Linked DNA regions of Sus scrofa: regions 1 and 2 are each linked to region 3. A link is a contact called in public HiChIP or PLAC-seq data. All regions are on one chromosome and are shown on one strand. The core of a region is the stretch at or near the end of the contact, and the rest is flanking DNA. Distances in the headings are between cores, read along the strand shown. Region 1 holds the start of LOC100621388 (zinc finger protein 16). Region 2 holds the start of RPL8 (60S ribosomal protein L8). Region 3 holds the start of RECQL4 (ATP-dependent DNA helicase Q4).

Region 1 (4,562 bases), core at 1,595-4,094, 180 kb after region 3:
AAGGGTCCGAGCCTCGACTGCGACCTGCACCACAGCTCACGGCAATGCTGGATCCTTAACCCACTGAGCGAGGCCAGGGATGGAACCCAAGACCTCATGGTTACTAGTCGGGTTTGTTAACCACTGAGCCACGATGGGAACTCCTCTGTTTTCTTTAATAATGAAAGTAGTTAAGGAGTTCCCATCATGGTGCAGCAGAAATGAATCTGACTAGAATCCATGAGGACGTGGGTTTGATGCCTGGCCTTGCTCAGTGGGCTAAGGATCTGGCGTTGCCGTGAGCTATAGTGTAGGTTGAAGACAGGGCTTGATCCTGTGTGGCTGTGGCCTAAGTCGGCAGCTGTAGCTCGATTCGACTTCTAGCCTGGGAACCTTCACATGTCTTGGACGTGGCCCTAAAAAAAAAAAAAAATTATTTAAGGTGATATATAATACATATTTTTCTCTGAAAAATATTCAGTGAATATTATGTATTTTACAGTTTACACTGCATTCCATAGATGTGAGAATGAAGTATTTTTGCTTTTCATTGTTTTGTGGTCTAATTTTCCAGCTAGTATCATTTTTTTTTTCTTTTCTTTTCTTTTTTTTTTTTTTTAGGGCCGCACCTTCTGCACATGGAAGTTGCCACATCCTTAATCCACTGACTGAGCCCAGGGATGGAACCCAGATCTTCATGGATTCTAGTCTGGTTCGTTAACTGCTGAGTCACAAAGGGAACTCCCAGCTAGTATCATTTTTATTTATTTATTTATTTATTTATTTTGCCTTTTTTAGGGCCACAGCCATGACATATGGAGGCTCCCAGGCTAGGAGTCTAATAATTGCAGCTGTTGCTGCCGGCCTACACCACAGCCACAGCAACGCCAGATCTGAGCTACATCTGAGACCTACACCACAACTCATGGCAACTCCTGATCCTTAACCCACTGAGTGAGGCCAGGGATCGAACCCGCAACCTCATGGTTCCTAGTCAGATTGTTTCTGCTGCGCCACAACGGGAACTCCCCAGCTAGTACCATTTTTGATTCAAAGTTTGTGTAGACAGTGTTTCATAAATTTCAATAGTTACAGTTTGGGGGGTCGACTTTTTATTATTTTTGTTATTTCTTTTTTTTTTTTTTTGGTCTTTTTTTGCTATTTCTTGGGCCGCTCCCTTGGCATATGGAGGTTTCCAGGCTAGGGGTCGAATCGGAGCCGTAGCCACCAGTCTACGCCAGAGCCACAGCAACATGGGATCCGAGCCGCGTCTGCAACCTACACCACAGCTCACGGCAACGCCCAATCCTTAACCCGCTGAGCAAGGGCAGGGACCGAACCCTCAACCTCATGGTTCCTAGTCGGATTCGTTAACCACTGCGCCACGATGGGAACTCCCTATTTTTGTTATTTCTATTCTAACTTTCATAGTTTAATTTTCCTGTAAAATGCATACTTTAAAATATTTGTATTCTTCATGTCTAAGCGTATCATCGGTTTAATCAGTTTTTGTAAAATGTTCTGTGGACAGCCCCATGAACATTACATATGGTATATACGTAAGGCATTTGTTTTCCATCAATCTGTCTAATCATGTACTGATTGAGGGATTCAGTTCTTCCACATGCACCCTCATGTTCTTATCAAGCAACGTCTGTTCTGATTCTACCGAGTTCTTCCTGCCTGTCCCTTTCTGTCCAGTTACTGTTAGGTAGTGAGTGTAGATTGGGAAAGAACTAAAAGGTGGCAAAAGCCAGACAGCTTGGGAACAAAAATAACCTCATGAAGCACAAAGCTGCAAGACAAAAATAGGTGGAGAAACTGTTAAATTGTAACAACATAACTATTTTTGTGTGTCTTTCGTCTTTTCAGGGCCGCACAGGTGGCATAGGGAGGTTCCCAGGCTAGGGGTCGAATCGGAGCTACAGCTGCCAGCTTACACCACAGCCAGAGCAACGCAGGATCTGAGCTGGGTCTTCGACCTACACCACAGTTCAGGGCAACACCGGATCCTGACCCCATTGAGTGCGGCCAGGGATCGACTCCGCAACTTCATGTTTCCCGGTCGGATTCGTTTCTGCTGCCCCACGATGGGAACCCACGATGGGAACTTTTGCAACAACATAACTTCTATCTTCCCTGTTTCTTACTCCATCACAAACCTGTGCTAAAAATAGAAACCACCTCTTTTTTGAGGTCACTAACTGCTCCCTAAGCAGCGGGGAGCCTGCGTTCTCGCTGCTCAGCGCTCCCGGCCACTTCGTTGGTCGATAAACCGGCTGAGACCTCATTGCTCCACCCCCCGCCTCCTTCCTCCCCGCCATGTCTAACAGCTACCGCTCGGCTAGTTGCGCCCACAGCCAGTCATCGCGAGGCAGCTGGCGCTCCAGGCGCCTCCCGAGAGCAGAGGGTGTCGGGAGCTCACTGACGGAGTCGTCAGGCTCCCCGCGCCTAGAGCTGCCTCGCTGGGCTGGGCGAGGGGGGCGGGGAAGCAGCGGGCCGGAAGTTGAGGGGGACTTCCGGGGTCAGCCTGTGGGCCGCCTCGAGGCGTTGCGCGGTTCTGGGAGCGGCTGCGGTGGGGGATGCTCGCGCGCGAGGCTCCTCCACGTCGCAGCCCGCGCTCCCGCCTGACTCCGAAGTCCCCGCGGTGGGTGCTGGTCCCAGGAGGCCCCGACTCGGGTGCGCGGCGTGGGGGAGGGCTGCGGGGGCGGCCCCTGGACGGTGCGCGGCGGGGCCGAGCAGCGCCTGCCCGGGGAGCGCGGCTGCGGGAGTGCGAGGGCAGGCCTTCTGGCGCGGGCGGTTGGGGCGGAGAAGGGGGCCTCAGGAATCGGCGCGGTCGTCGGAGCTGTGAGGAGCCGGTGAGAAATGATTGGGGTTGTCGCTTGGTTCCGGGTGTTCTGCTTGGGGGCCCAGTCGGTGGTCGTTTCGCCCTGAAGCTGAAGAAGGGCATTTCTCCCCCCAGGGGAGTGGGGCTGAGGGTGGGTCGTGCCGGCGCCGCGGGTACCTGCCGAGGACTGGTGGCTGCTGGTCCCCACAGGTTTGTCTTTGCTTGGCACCAGGTTGAGCCCAATGCCAGTTGAATCGACTTCCAAGCTCGTTGGTAGAATTCATTTCCTGAGGTTGCTTTTCCTTGCTGACTGCCATTAGCTCCTGGAGGCCGCACTCCTTGCGCATGACCCATGCTTCTGAGTCAGCGAGTTTCATGGGATTAGTGGGTCCACGAGGATAATCCAGGCCCATAACCTTAACCTTAATTTCCTCTGCAAAGTCTCTTTTTGCTGTGTAGGGTAGGTTCCAGGGATTATTATGGGACATGGGTTGGGAGGGGCATTCTCCGCCACAGTCTCTGTCTCTGTTCTTCTGGGCAAGAGCCCACATGTACTGAAGCAAGAAAAGCAAGATGTTAAATGAGTGTGGTTTGGTACAACTTAAAAAGGCAAAGATATTATAAACGTATTTGCCTGTGTAAGCTTAGAGAAATTTGGAAGGGGACCTTGGAAACAGGGAAGGGAACCGAGTGGCTGGCTGGGGATATTTCAACTTAACGCCTCTTTAATTTTTTGAATTTTGAGCCACATGACGTTTCCCTTACTCAAGAGACAATTTTAATTTCAAGAATTCTAAAATAAAGTGAATTTGCAGTTCCTGTTGTGGCGCAGCAGAAACGAATCTGACTAATATCCATGAGGATACAGGTTCGAGCCTTGGCTTCGCTCAGGAGGTCAGGGATCTGGCGTTGCTGTGAGCTGTAATGTAGGTCGCAGATGCGGCTCAGATCCCGTGTGGCTGTGGCTGTGGCGTAGGCCGGCAGCTGTAGCTCTGATTTGATCCCTAGCCTGGAAACGTCCATATGCCCCAGGTGTGGCCCTAAAAAGCAAAAGCAAAAGCAAAAAAAAAAAAAGTGAACTAAATAACTACCGCAAATGAGAGAGAGTGAAGGCTACCCCCTCGAGGTCATCGTCTGCTCTCTCCTGCTGCTGCATGGATGGGTGCCAGGAGTCTTCTCAGATGTCAGTCTGCGTGCCCAGGCCAGGTTGATCTTCCTGTGCTTTTCCCTTAGTTCTGTCTCTCCTGAGGGAGAAATGCGGCTGGTGCCTCACTTTCATCAGGTCGTCAAGGCCTCTTTAAATCTGACCCTTAGTAATTCTGCCTCTGAGCTCTGTCCACACCTCTGCCCTGTGTCACCTCTGCCTTTTCCCACTTTCCCAGCCAGGCAGGGCTTGAACTCTCTTCTTCAACCCATCTGCCCAGGCTCTGTCCCTTCCCTGCTTCCTCTGTCCAGGCATGTGCCCATCTCATGTCTGTCTTTCCTCTGCCATCTGTCTTACTCAAGTCCATGAGGGTGATGGTCGCACCTCCCCAGAATAGCCCCTGACATAAAGTGGGTGTTTTGGAATCTTTGAAAGCATGTGTCCAAGAAGAGAAGTCCAGTCCCAAGGCCGCAGGTGCTGTCCACGGTGGGCTTCTGCCACAGTTCCTGCTTTGTCTTCTCCACCCCTGAGGGGCAGAAGGGTCAGTGGTACCTGCTGATGGTGCAGAGCGAATAAGGGGCCAGGGGATGTTGCCCCTCTCTCAGGTAGGCT
Region 2 (4,858 bases), core at 642-3,141, 150 kb after region 3:
CACCAGGAGGCATCATAAACATCAGACAGTATCCGCACACCCCCACCCCCGACCCCTGCCTGCCTTCCTGTGAGTCCACACCTGCTCCCTCTAGGTAGGTCTTTGGGAGGGGCCCACATGAGCAAGCTCCCTGGAGCAGCACCTCCCTGGGCTCAGGGCCCACAATGGGGCTCATAGCTGCCGGATACCCCTGGGGGCACCTGGATGGCACTGCTGCCCCTGTCTCATGTCAGACTGTGGCAGGACCCTAAACACATGCCTACAGTTGGTCTGGTCATCCTCTTTCTGGCTGCATCCACAGCTCTAGCACCCAGCTCAGGGCCAGAGGGAGCGTAGAGGGCCCTGCAAACCCCCCGCCTCCATCCCAGGGACTCCACAGCCGACAGGTCCAAGCACTATCCCACTCTCACCCTGCTTTTCTGGTCCTTCAGGCCTATTCCAAGCTGACCCCAGAACACCTCACCCTGCCCCAAGGAGGCCCAGTTGTCTGTCAGCTTCTGGCCCTGCATGGGCTGTGCTGCCTCCTGATACCCTATCCCTGCCAACCCCAGTCTGTTGCCTCTCTCAGGGCCTCATGCACCAGTCCCCTCTGATCCCCTGTGGCTTCAGCATGTGGCTACCAGGCCCCCCTTCCTTCTCTCTCCTGTCATTTTCTCCTGATGTCTATTTTGCCTCCATCTGCGCAGAGCCTGCCAGCAAACACACCACCTGAAGTCCTGGCTGCAAGCCTGTCTGCTCCCAGACCCCTCCCTGCCTCACTGGCGCAGGTCTCACCTGCACACCTGGAGCCTTGGTCACCAAGTTCTCCCTTTCTCCCTGCTGAGTTTTCACTCAGACTGGGGGTTCCACCTCCTTTTCTGCTTAACTCCAGGGACCCTCTCTGGAAGGACGCCTCCCACTTCTCCAGAAACCCTCTCCAGGAAGGATGTGCCCTACCCAATGGGGAAGACTTGCTCCTTATCTTCAAGTCAGACCCCCATCTCACCGCCCCAGCAGCTCCCTCTCAAGGCTCCAATCCCACCCACCTCTCCCCAGGCTCTGGACAGGTCACGTGTCGAGTCTCCGTGTCCCCAGCCATCCTTTCAGAAGCGTGACCCCGCCCACCTCTCCTTCCCAGCTATTGGGGATTCCCCACCCCACCCCCAAACGCTTTTTCCTCTCCTTTTCCTGGGCTGGCATCCCCTTCTCCATCTACCTAAAAAGGGCGTCGCGTAGCCAGGAGGAGGGCTCCCTCCCTAGGGGTCTCACCCATCCCAGCCGAGACTCCCGCACCTGTGCCCTCTCCCACTCTCTCTGCCGCTCCCACCTCGACCCCACCGGCGCTCCACGCCCACCCTAATCCCTCCCAGCAAAGACCAGGATCCCCGGCTCTCTCGCCCCAACATCCGCATCTAGGTACGGCCGCTCTGACATCTCCAAGGACCCAGCAATGCGCAAAGTCCCCATGTCCCCAGAGCGCCCGCGCCGGTAGGAGTCGGACATCTCTCCTCTGTCGTCCAGGCCCTGTGTTTTTACTCTGTAAACCAGCACGTTCCCCGAATCAGTCCACCCGTTTCCTTTAAAGGTAGCCCTTGTCAAAGCAGGAGGAGACCCCGAGCCCCGAGTGAGGCGCTCGGTCGTGGGCCGCACCAAGCTGGACTAGTCACCCAACCTCTCGGGGCCTCCTCGTTGCTCACTGGAGAATACCCGCCCGGAGGCCTCTGTGAAAGCTGAGCGCCCCTCTCCCTCCCACCGGGCCTCGCCCACTTGGTGATCCTGAAACCCGAAGGCTGCACCTCTGCCAGAGCTCGAGCTCTATGCGCCTGCAGTGAGTCCCTGTGCGGGGTGGGGGTGGGGGGTGCACTGGCGCCCGCTGGCCGACTACAAGTCCCGGCGTGCATTGCGCTAGAGCTTGCGGGTCCCACCCCTGACCGGAAGATTGAGGGTTCTCGGCCCCGCCCCGGAAGATAAGGCGGCTCTCAGGGGCCTGTTTTCCTCTTTCGGCTGCGCTCGGCCCCAGGTAGGACGTTTTGGTGCGGTTCGGGGCCATCCGCGGCCATCCGCCGCCCTGGGACCCGCGGGGAACTCCAGCGGCCGGGGTTGGGGCCGGAGGAGGGGGTGCCGAGGCATGGAGGGAGGAGGCCAGGGAGCGAGGGCCCTGGAGCCGGGGTGGCGGGGGTGCCTGGGCCGCCTGGGCGCTGACCGTGAGCCACCTCTAGACCGCCACCATGGGCCGCGTGATCCGTGGGCAGAGGAAGGGCGCCGGCTCCGTGTTCCGCGCGCACGTGAAGCACCGAAAAGGCGCCGCCCGTCTGCGCGCGGTGGACTTCGCCGAGCGACACGGCTACATCAAGGGCATCGTGAAGGTGCGACGTGCGGGCTGAGGCGGGTGGGGGCGCGGCGCGAATTGGGGAACCCCCCCCGACCCTGCTCATGCCTACATAACCTGCAGGACATCATCCACGACCCGGGCCGCGGTGCGCCTCTGGCCAAGGTGGTCTTCCGGGATCCGTACCGTTTTAAGAAGCGGACGGAGCTGTTCATCGCCGCCGAGGGGATCCACACTGGCCAGTTCGTGTACTGTGGCAAGAAGGGTAAGTCTCGCGCCTGGGATGCAAGGTCGGGGTGGGGCGGAGGGACGCTGAGGCGGAAGCCTCGACTGTTGAGGTTCGCTTGGCGGAAGCTCCCCGTGGGTGCCGCGCAGGCCTGAATTTCTGGGGGTAGGAGTTGGGACACACCGGCTTACCCCGCTGACGGCGCTGTCTCTCCTCCACGTGCAGCCCAGCTCAACATCGGCAATGTGCTCCCGGTGGGCACCATGCCCGAGGGCACCATCGTGTGTTGTCTGGAGGAGAAGCCTGGTGACCGGGGCAAGCTGGCCAGAGCCTCGGGGAACTATGCTACCGTCATCTCCCACAACCCCGAGACAAAGAAGACCCGCGTGAAGCTGCCCTCAGGCTCTAAGAAGGTCATCTCCTCGGCCAACAGGGCTGTGGTCGGTGAGTGGAAGGCAGCAGTTGTGAGGCTCCTGTGAAGAGTTAGCCGCTAGCAGGGCCCTGGAAGCCAGGAGAGCTGCTTACTCGCCTGAAGCAAGAGCTCCGTAGGCACCCCCGTGGTCTGTGTGGGCCGTTTGTGAAGTGGGTACAGCGGTTCCTGTTTAAGGGCTGGAGGCCGTAGAATGAGAGTGGCATCGTAAGGGCCTGTAAGGCAGGGCTCCTGCTGCTGTCTCTACCTGGTTAACTCTTTCCTGAGGGATGTGGTTTTCTTAAAGCCACGTACTGTGATAGGGTTTCAGCTCAAGTTTGCTTATTGTGCTTTTTGCTAATACCCTCGAATGTATGTGACAGGCCGGGTCCTTTTTTTTGTTTGTTTGTTTGTTTTTCTAGGGCTGCTTCCGCGGCATATGGAGGTTCCCAGGCTAGGGGTCTAATCGGAGCTGTAGCCACCAGCCTAGGCCAGGGCCACAGCAACGCCGGATCCTTAACCCACTGAGCAAGGGCAGGGATCGAACCTGCAACCTCATGGTTCCTAGTTGGAATCCTTAACTACTGTGCCACAACGGAAACTCGGCCCGGTCCTCTTTGATGGTGTGCTCACAGAACCAGCAAAGTGATGGCTGAGATGTGGCAGGCCAGGTTAGGTGCCCTGTTTGGGGTGGGGAGGCCATTCCTGTCGAACCTGCGTCGAGATAGGCATTCCAGAGGATATGAAGGAGGCCCTGGTTTATCCTATGGAGCCTGAAGAAACTTAACAGCTGACAGACAAGGGAACTTACTGCTTGGTTTTGAGGCTGCCTGGAGCATGTGATCCCCTTGGGGGATGGGGAACTGGCAAGGACCCAACAGGGGAAGTCTCCACCTGATGGAAGGTCCCCCCCAGTGCTGGGCAGGGTGTGGTAATCTGAGGTGCGTGGTCTTCAACAGGTGTGGTGGCTGGAGGTGGCCGCATTGACAAGCCCATTCTGAAGGCCGGCCGTGCCTATCACAAGTATAAGGCCAAGAGGAATTGCTGGCCACGCGTGCGGGGTGTGGCCATGAACGTAAGTTGCCCAGAAGTGGTTGTGGGGGGGTATTCATGTACAGGGGCTGTTGGACTGGGCAGGTTCCTTCCTGCAGTGTCCTTTTCCTTCTGCTGGGGGATTGTGGTGTGAGACACTGGGTGTTCGGTGAGCACAGGCCAGTTGATCCTGTCTTTCCTCAAGCCCTTCTGAGGTAGGTTGAGGCCTCTCCCACTTTAACACCACTTCTCTCTTCCTGCAGCCTGTGGAGCATCCCTTTGGAGGTGGCAACCACCAGCACATTGGCAAACCCTCTACCATCCGCAGAGATGCCCCTGCTGGCCGGAAAGTGGGTCTCATTGCTGCTCGCCGGACAGGGCGTCTCCGAGGAACCAAGACTGTGCAGGAGAAAGAGAACTAGGGGCTGGGGGCTCAATAAAGCTTGTCCTTTTCACAACCAAGCCGCACTCTCCTGTGGTTTCCGAGGGAGGGTTATGCTGCTAGGAGGACAGCCGTGGTGTTCCTGGTAGAGGGAGGAGGAAGATGGAGCAGATGCACCAGTGAACAGTGGAAGCCCATCCCCACTTGGCATGCTGAGTAGAGAAGCCTCCTCACAAGGACTGTAACCCTTTGTTTTGAGCACTTGGAGAATCTGGATGAGTGTGGGTGCTATTGGGTGGACAGCAGTACTATTTGGAAGCCACAGGCTGGAGAGCAGGGTGCCTGCTTGCCATGAAGGACCAGGCTAGTTGCTCAGAACAGATGGGCTTCCTTTTTGGCAGTTGTTACCAGCACCTTGTCGCAGACTGACAGGCTGGTCAAAGCTGATAGACCCAGGGGCCTCAAGCTGGGAGTGAAGGTCTATGAGATCCTCAGGACCAG
Region 3 (4,471 bases), core at 42-2,541:
TGGAGAAATGAGGGCAGCCGCTGTGCCTGGAGACCCTGGGGAGGACTTCTTGGAGAAGGGTGTTCGTTCAAGCCGAGGTACTCGGCCCAGGGCTGGCCCGGTCTGGGAGGGAGACAGGCAAGCAGGAGCTCAGGCCCTTGGGCTGCCGAAGCCTGAAACCTGCTGGAGTCTCCACCGTAACACTTGGGTGAGAACAAGACTGACAGGTGAAGAAAGGAAGCTGAGAAAAGGCTGCCCTGAACTCTTCCGAGGAGTGGTGCCCTGGTTAACGCTGGAGTTGTGTGTGTGCATGTGCAAGCTGATGAGCTTGTGTGGAGGAGTTCACAAGGACGGGTACCTGGTGATCTGCCCTGGGGCAACAAGCAGCTCTGGAGATAGGTTCGATGTACTGCCTGCCCAACCTCCCCCCCTTTTTTTAACTCAAAAAATTTTTTCCTGCCCAACCCTCACTCCTCACCTGCAGGCTGTCCTTTAGGTTGGCCTTAAGCCTCTTCCCATAGTCCTGCACAGATCCCTGAGGGATCAGCCTTGAGGTAGAATGGGGAGTCTGGGTCGCAGCCCGATTCAGGTGGGGCCCCCAGCAGCTGGGCTCCAGCGTCTGCAGGATGAGACAGTACTGACCTAAACTACGGAAAAACCGGCGTGGGGCCAGAGGTGTCTCCAGCCACCTCCCGCACACCCGCGCCCTGAGACCTGGGGGGGGCAGGGCAGGCCTTGCTCCACCCTCTCCATCCTCCCCCCAAGTTCTGTGTCCTGGGCCACGGCTCCTCGTGGCACCGGCGTACAGGGAGCTGAACGAGAGGTTCAGATGTCCAGCCCGGGTACCTCTTCGGCCGCCGCGGAAAGCGAACGCCCCAAGCTGTTAGGCCTGACGTCGCCGGCCTGGCCCAGGGTCTCCTTCAGAGCGCGGTACTCCCGGTAGAGCGCTGAGAGCGGGGTCAGGGGAGTCGGTGTTCAGGAGTCAAGACTCCGGCGGGGGTGCGGGCCGCTCGTTCACCCACCAGCCCCCGCCCGCGTCCCCAGGGCTCCCTCCGCCCCGCGCCCGCGCGCTCACCGCGGGTCTCCTCTGGCGCCGCCTCCACGTCCTCCTGTAAAGGGAGCGCGTTAGTCTGAGGCGGCACCCTCAGCTCCCCGCCCATGGGTAGCCCGCACCTGGCCCGGCCGCCGCCCGCGCTGCCGCCGAAACGCGCGCTCCCAGGCCTGCAGACGCTCGCGTATATCCCGCAGCCGCTCCATGGCAGCCCCGCTTGCCGCGCCCAGCGAATCTCCCGCCGGGAGGGCGACGCCGGCCGCCAGCCAATGGGGGCGCTCGGCGGGGTCGGAGGCGGGGCGGCGCGGCGGCCGCCGGGCCGGTGCAGCCTATCCGCGGAGCTCTGGTGCGGCAGCCAATGGGCGGGCAAATACATCATCGCGGCGCGCGGCGGCGCTGGGCTGGGGGCGACGTACGGCGAGGCGGGGCCGTCCGCGGTGGTGGCGGCTGCGAGGCTAGTGAGCGTTGGCCACCGGCCGGGGACGGGGCGGGGCGGTGTGCGTCCTGGCTCTTCCTGGCCGCACTAGGCGGGCGCGGGTAGCCGGGCCGGTGCCGTCCGGGAGGCGCAGGCAGGAGCCCGGGCATTGCGGCTGCGGAGTGGAGAGAACCCGGAGCCCGGCGCCGGGCTAAGCGGTCTCGGGTCTCGGGGGGCAACGCACAGGCTTCAAGGGGTAAGACCCGGCGCAGGAGGCGGAGGGCGTCGGATCGAGGGCCTCCCATGGCTCGAGGCTTGGAGGAGCCGAGCGGGGGCGTCCTCGGGGAAACGCCTGAGCCGCGGGCCCGCGGGAGGGGGCGGCGGCCACCGCAGAGAAGCTCCTCCCACGGTGACCATACTGGCTGCTTTCGTTTCCTCTCGTGACAGGTGCTTGGTTGGTCTGTCCCGTCGCTGCGAGGTATGACTCGTCCTCGCGAGATTTGTCCACAGGCGGAGCCTGGCAGAGGGTTGACGTCCCGGGCTCCTCAGGAACCAGTGCCCTAAGGACTTGTGTGTGAGGTCCGCAAGAGAGGGGCTCTGGGGCTAGGCTGCCACCCTTCCCGAGCTCATCACCCAGGCTGTGACCTTTGTGGGGAATGCCTAGGTCTTAGTTTTGTCATCTGTTTCCAGGGAGATGACCCGGAGGCAGTTGTGAGGGTGAGGTGCCTGACGCACAGTAAAGAGGCCCTAAGAGGTTCCCCTGGCGGGTGAAAAGAGGGTCCCCTGAGAGGTTCCAGTTAAGCGGGCTAACTGTTGCTGCTGCTGAAGTCAGCAGCAGAGCTGACGCCCAGGTTTACTGTGGCCTCAGGCATCTCCTCTTTGCTCCCCGGAAGCTTGCGTGTCCTTCTGGCCTCCGCCCATCTGAGCAAAGGCCTGGGTCTGGGGCCTTTGAATCCCACTGGTTTGAGAATTGGTCTCTCAACAGGGTTTTCCAGGGCTGAGAGAGGTGTTTAGACAGGTGGCAACAACCTCCTTCTTGCTTCCGTAAATTTGCAGGGGTCTCCGTGCCTCATGATGCTCCCGAGAGATACCACTAGAAGTGAGGCTCATGTCAAGGGCTTGGGTTACTCAGGCCCTCTGAACTCAAAGTTCCCTGGATCCTGGTCCTTTCTGCCTGCCTTGGTGTTTATTAAGTTGCGACTGTACAGGCAACTCCTCTTTGCGGTGCAGCACAGAATCTAAGGGTGGCCTGCAAGGGCTTCCGAGGAGGCTGGGGGAGGGCCCTGTGATGCACCTTCCAGCCCCCTGGGATTCTCCCATCCGTCTAGTACTTGTGTGTAGGGAGAGGGGCCTTAGATTTTTCCTACTTTTCAGGAAGGGAAGATATGGCTTTGTGATTGGAGAGGCTTGAAATACAGAGGCGGGGCGGGGCTGCAGAGCCACAGCCATCAAAAACACACCCAGGCGAGCTGGGCGTCTTTGGTAGCGTGCTGGTTATGTATTTCGTATGCTTGATGGCTTTGTTTCTCTAGGTGGCCCCCATGCTTCTGGAGGGCAGGGACCAGGCATGGCCTTGTTCTCCTCTCCACTCTGCTCAGCCTCTTGCAAGGCACATAGCCCTTGATCTTTGGTGCCGTGGTTCTCCACCCTCTGCCAAGCACCATGCTGAGCTTTCCCAGAGCTGGTGCATGGAGGGGGCGGTGATCTGGGGTCTATTGTCCCCCCCCACCCCACAGCTGAAGGACCCTTCCCTGCAGGTGGCCTGCTGCCTGGCCCATCGCCATGCACACCCTTGTGTTCCTGAGCACACGGCAGGTGCTCCAGTGCCAGTCAGCTGCCTGCCAGGCCCTGCCCCTGCTGCCGAGAGAGCTCTTTCCCTTGCTGTTCAAAGTGGCCTTCATGGACAAGAAGACCATCGTGCTGCGCGAGCTGGTGCACACGTGGCCCTTCCCGCTGCTCAGCTTCCAGCAGCTGCTGCAGGAGTGTGCCCACTGCAGCCGGGCCTTGCTGCAGGAGCGACCTAGCACAGAGAGCATGCAGGCCGTGATCCTGGGGCTGACTGCCCGGCTCCACACCCCGGAGACGGAGGCTGGCACACAGCCCCTCTGCAGGTATGGGCTCACTGGAGGGGCCCTCAAGCCTGGGGGGTGTAAAGAGGGTCCCCTGAGAGGTTCCAGGCTGGTGTAAAAGCTCAGTGCAGGAACAGGCATGTTGCTCCTGTCCCAAGGTGGCTGGGAGTGGGTGTGGGCTCTGTCCTCTCATCTCCTCCTTCAGCCCACCACTGCTCCCAGGAAGCACGCACTGCGTGTGCTGGACATGACGGGCCTCCTGGACGACGGCGTGGAGCAGGACCCTGGCACAATGAGCATGTGGGACTGCACGGCAGCTGTGGCCCGCACGTGCATCGCACAGCAGCAGGGCAGGACTGCAGAGCCTGGGCTGGCCCCGGTTCCCGTGGAGGTGCGTGTGGACCTGCGGGTGAACCGGGCCTCTTATGCGTTCCTGCGGGAGGCTCTCCGCAGCAGCGTAGGCAGCCCACTGCGACTCTGCTGCCGGGACCTGCGGGCTGAGGACCTGCCCATGCGCAATACTGTGGCCCTGCTGCAGCTTCTGGATGCGGGCTGCCTGCGCCGTGTAGACCTGCGCTTCAACAACTTGGGCCTGCGCGGCCTTTCCGTCATCATCCCACACGTGGCCCGCTTCCAGCACCTGGCTAGCTTGCGGCTGCACTATGTGCACGGGGACTCGAGGCAGCCGTCTGTGGACGGCGAGGACAACTTCCGCTACTTTCTGGCCCAGATGGGTCGCTTCACCTGTCTCCGGGAACTCAGCATGGGCTCCTCTCTCCTCTCGGGGCGGCTGGACCAGTTGCTCAGGTGAGTGGGCCCTGCTCTTGCCCTGCCCCTCCCCTGGCCCTGCCTGTATGTGACCACTTGTGCCCCCTGCAGCACTTTGCAGAGCCCTCTGGAGAGCCTGGAGCTGGCCTTCTGTGCCCTGCTGCCTGAAGACCTGCGTTTCCTGGCACG

The links. HiChIP or PLAC-seq counts read pairs in DNA pulled down with a chosen protein or histone mark.
Region 1: an H3K27ac HiChIP or PLAC-seq map of alveolar macrophages shows a contact between it and region 3. The contact joins the promoter of LOC100621388 here to the promoter of RECQL4 in region 3. A contact is called at or near these places in 1 of 5 promoter capture datasets (liver) and 1 of 2 datasets of contacts at active chromatin or transcription factors (alveolar macrophages).
Region 2: an H3K27ac HiChIP or PLAC-seq map of alveolar macrophages shows a contact between it and region 3. The contact joins the promoter of RPL8 here to the promoter of RECQL4 in region 3. A contact is called at or near these places in 1 of 47 Hi-C or Micro-C datasets (liver) and 1 of 2 datasets of contacts at active chromatin or transcription factors (alveolar macrophages).

What each region holds. Positions count from the first base shown.
Region 1 is chr4:107,109-111,670 of Sscrofa11.1, reverse strand. It overlaps LOC100621388 (zinc finger protein 16), which reads left to right and starts at 2,844. Exons shown (of 4, transcript XM_021090457.1): 1 at 2,844-4,555. The coding sequence starts at 4,538.
Region 2 is chr4:135,684-140,541 of Sscrofa11.1, reverse strand. RPL8 (60S ribosomal protein L8) reads left to right here and starts at 1,891. Exons shown (of 6, transcript XM_005655297.3): 1 at 1,891-1,999; 2 at 2,199-2,345; 3 at 2,432-2,573; 4 at 2,760-2,978; 5 at 3,903-4,018; 6 at 4,239-4,437. The coding sequence starts at 2,208. The coding sequence ends at 4,397.
Region 3 is chr4:284,026-288,496 of Sscrofa11.1, reverse strand. It overlaps RECQL4 (ATP-dependent DNA helicase Q4), which reads right to left and starts at 1,291. Exons shown (of 22, transcript XM_013996390.2): 1 at 1,153-1,291; 2 at 1,055-1,088; 3 at 826-926; 4 at 458-598; 5 at 1-102. The coding sequence starts at 1,236. LRRC14 (leucine-rich repeat-containing protein 14) reads left to right here and starts at 1,412. Exons shown (of 6, transcript XR_002343662.1): 1 at 1,412-1,701; 2 at 1,893-2,024; 3 at 3,203-3,556; 4 at 3,737-4,321; 5 at 4,394-4,471.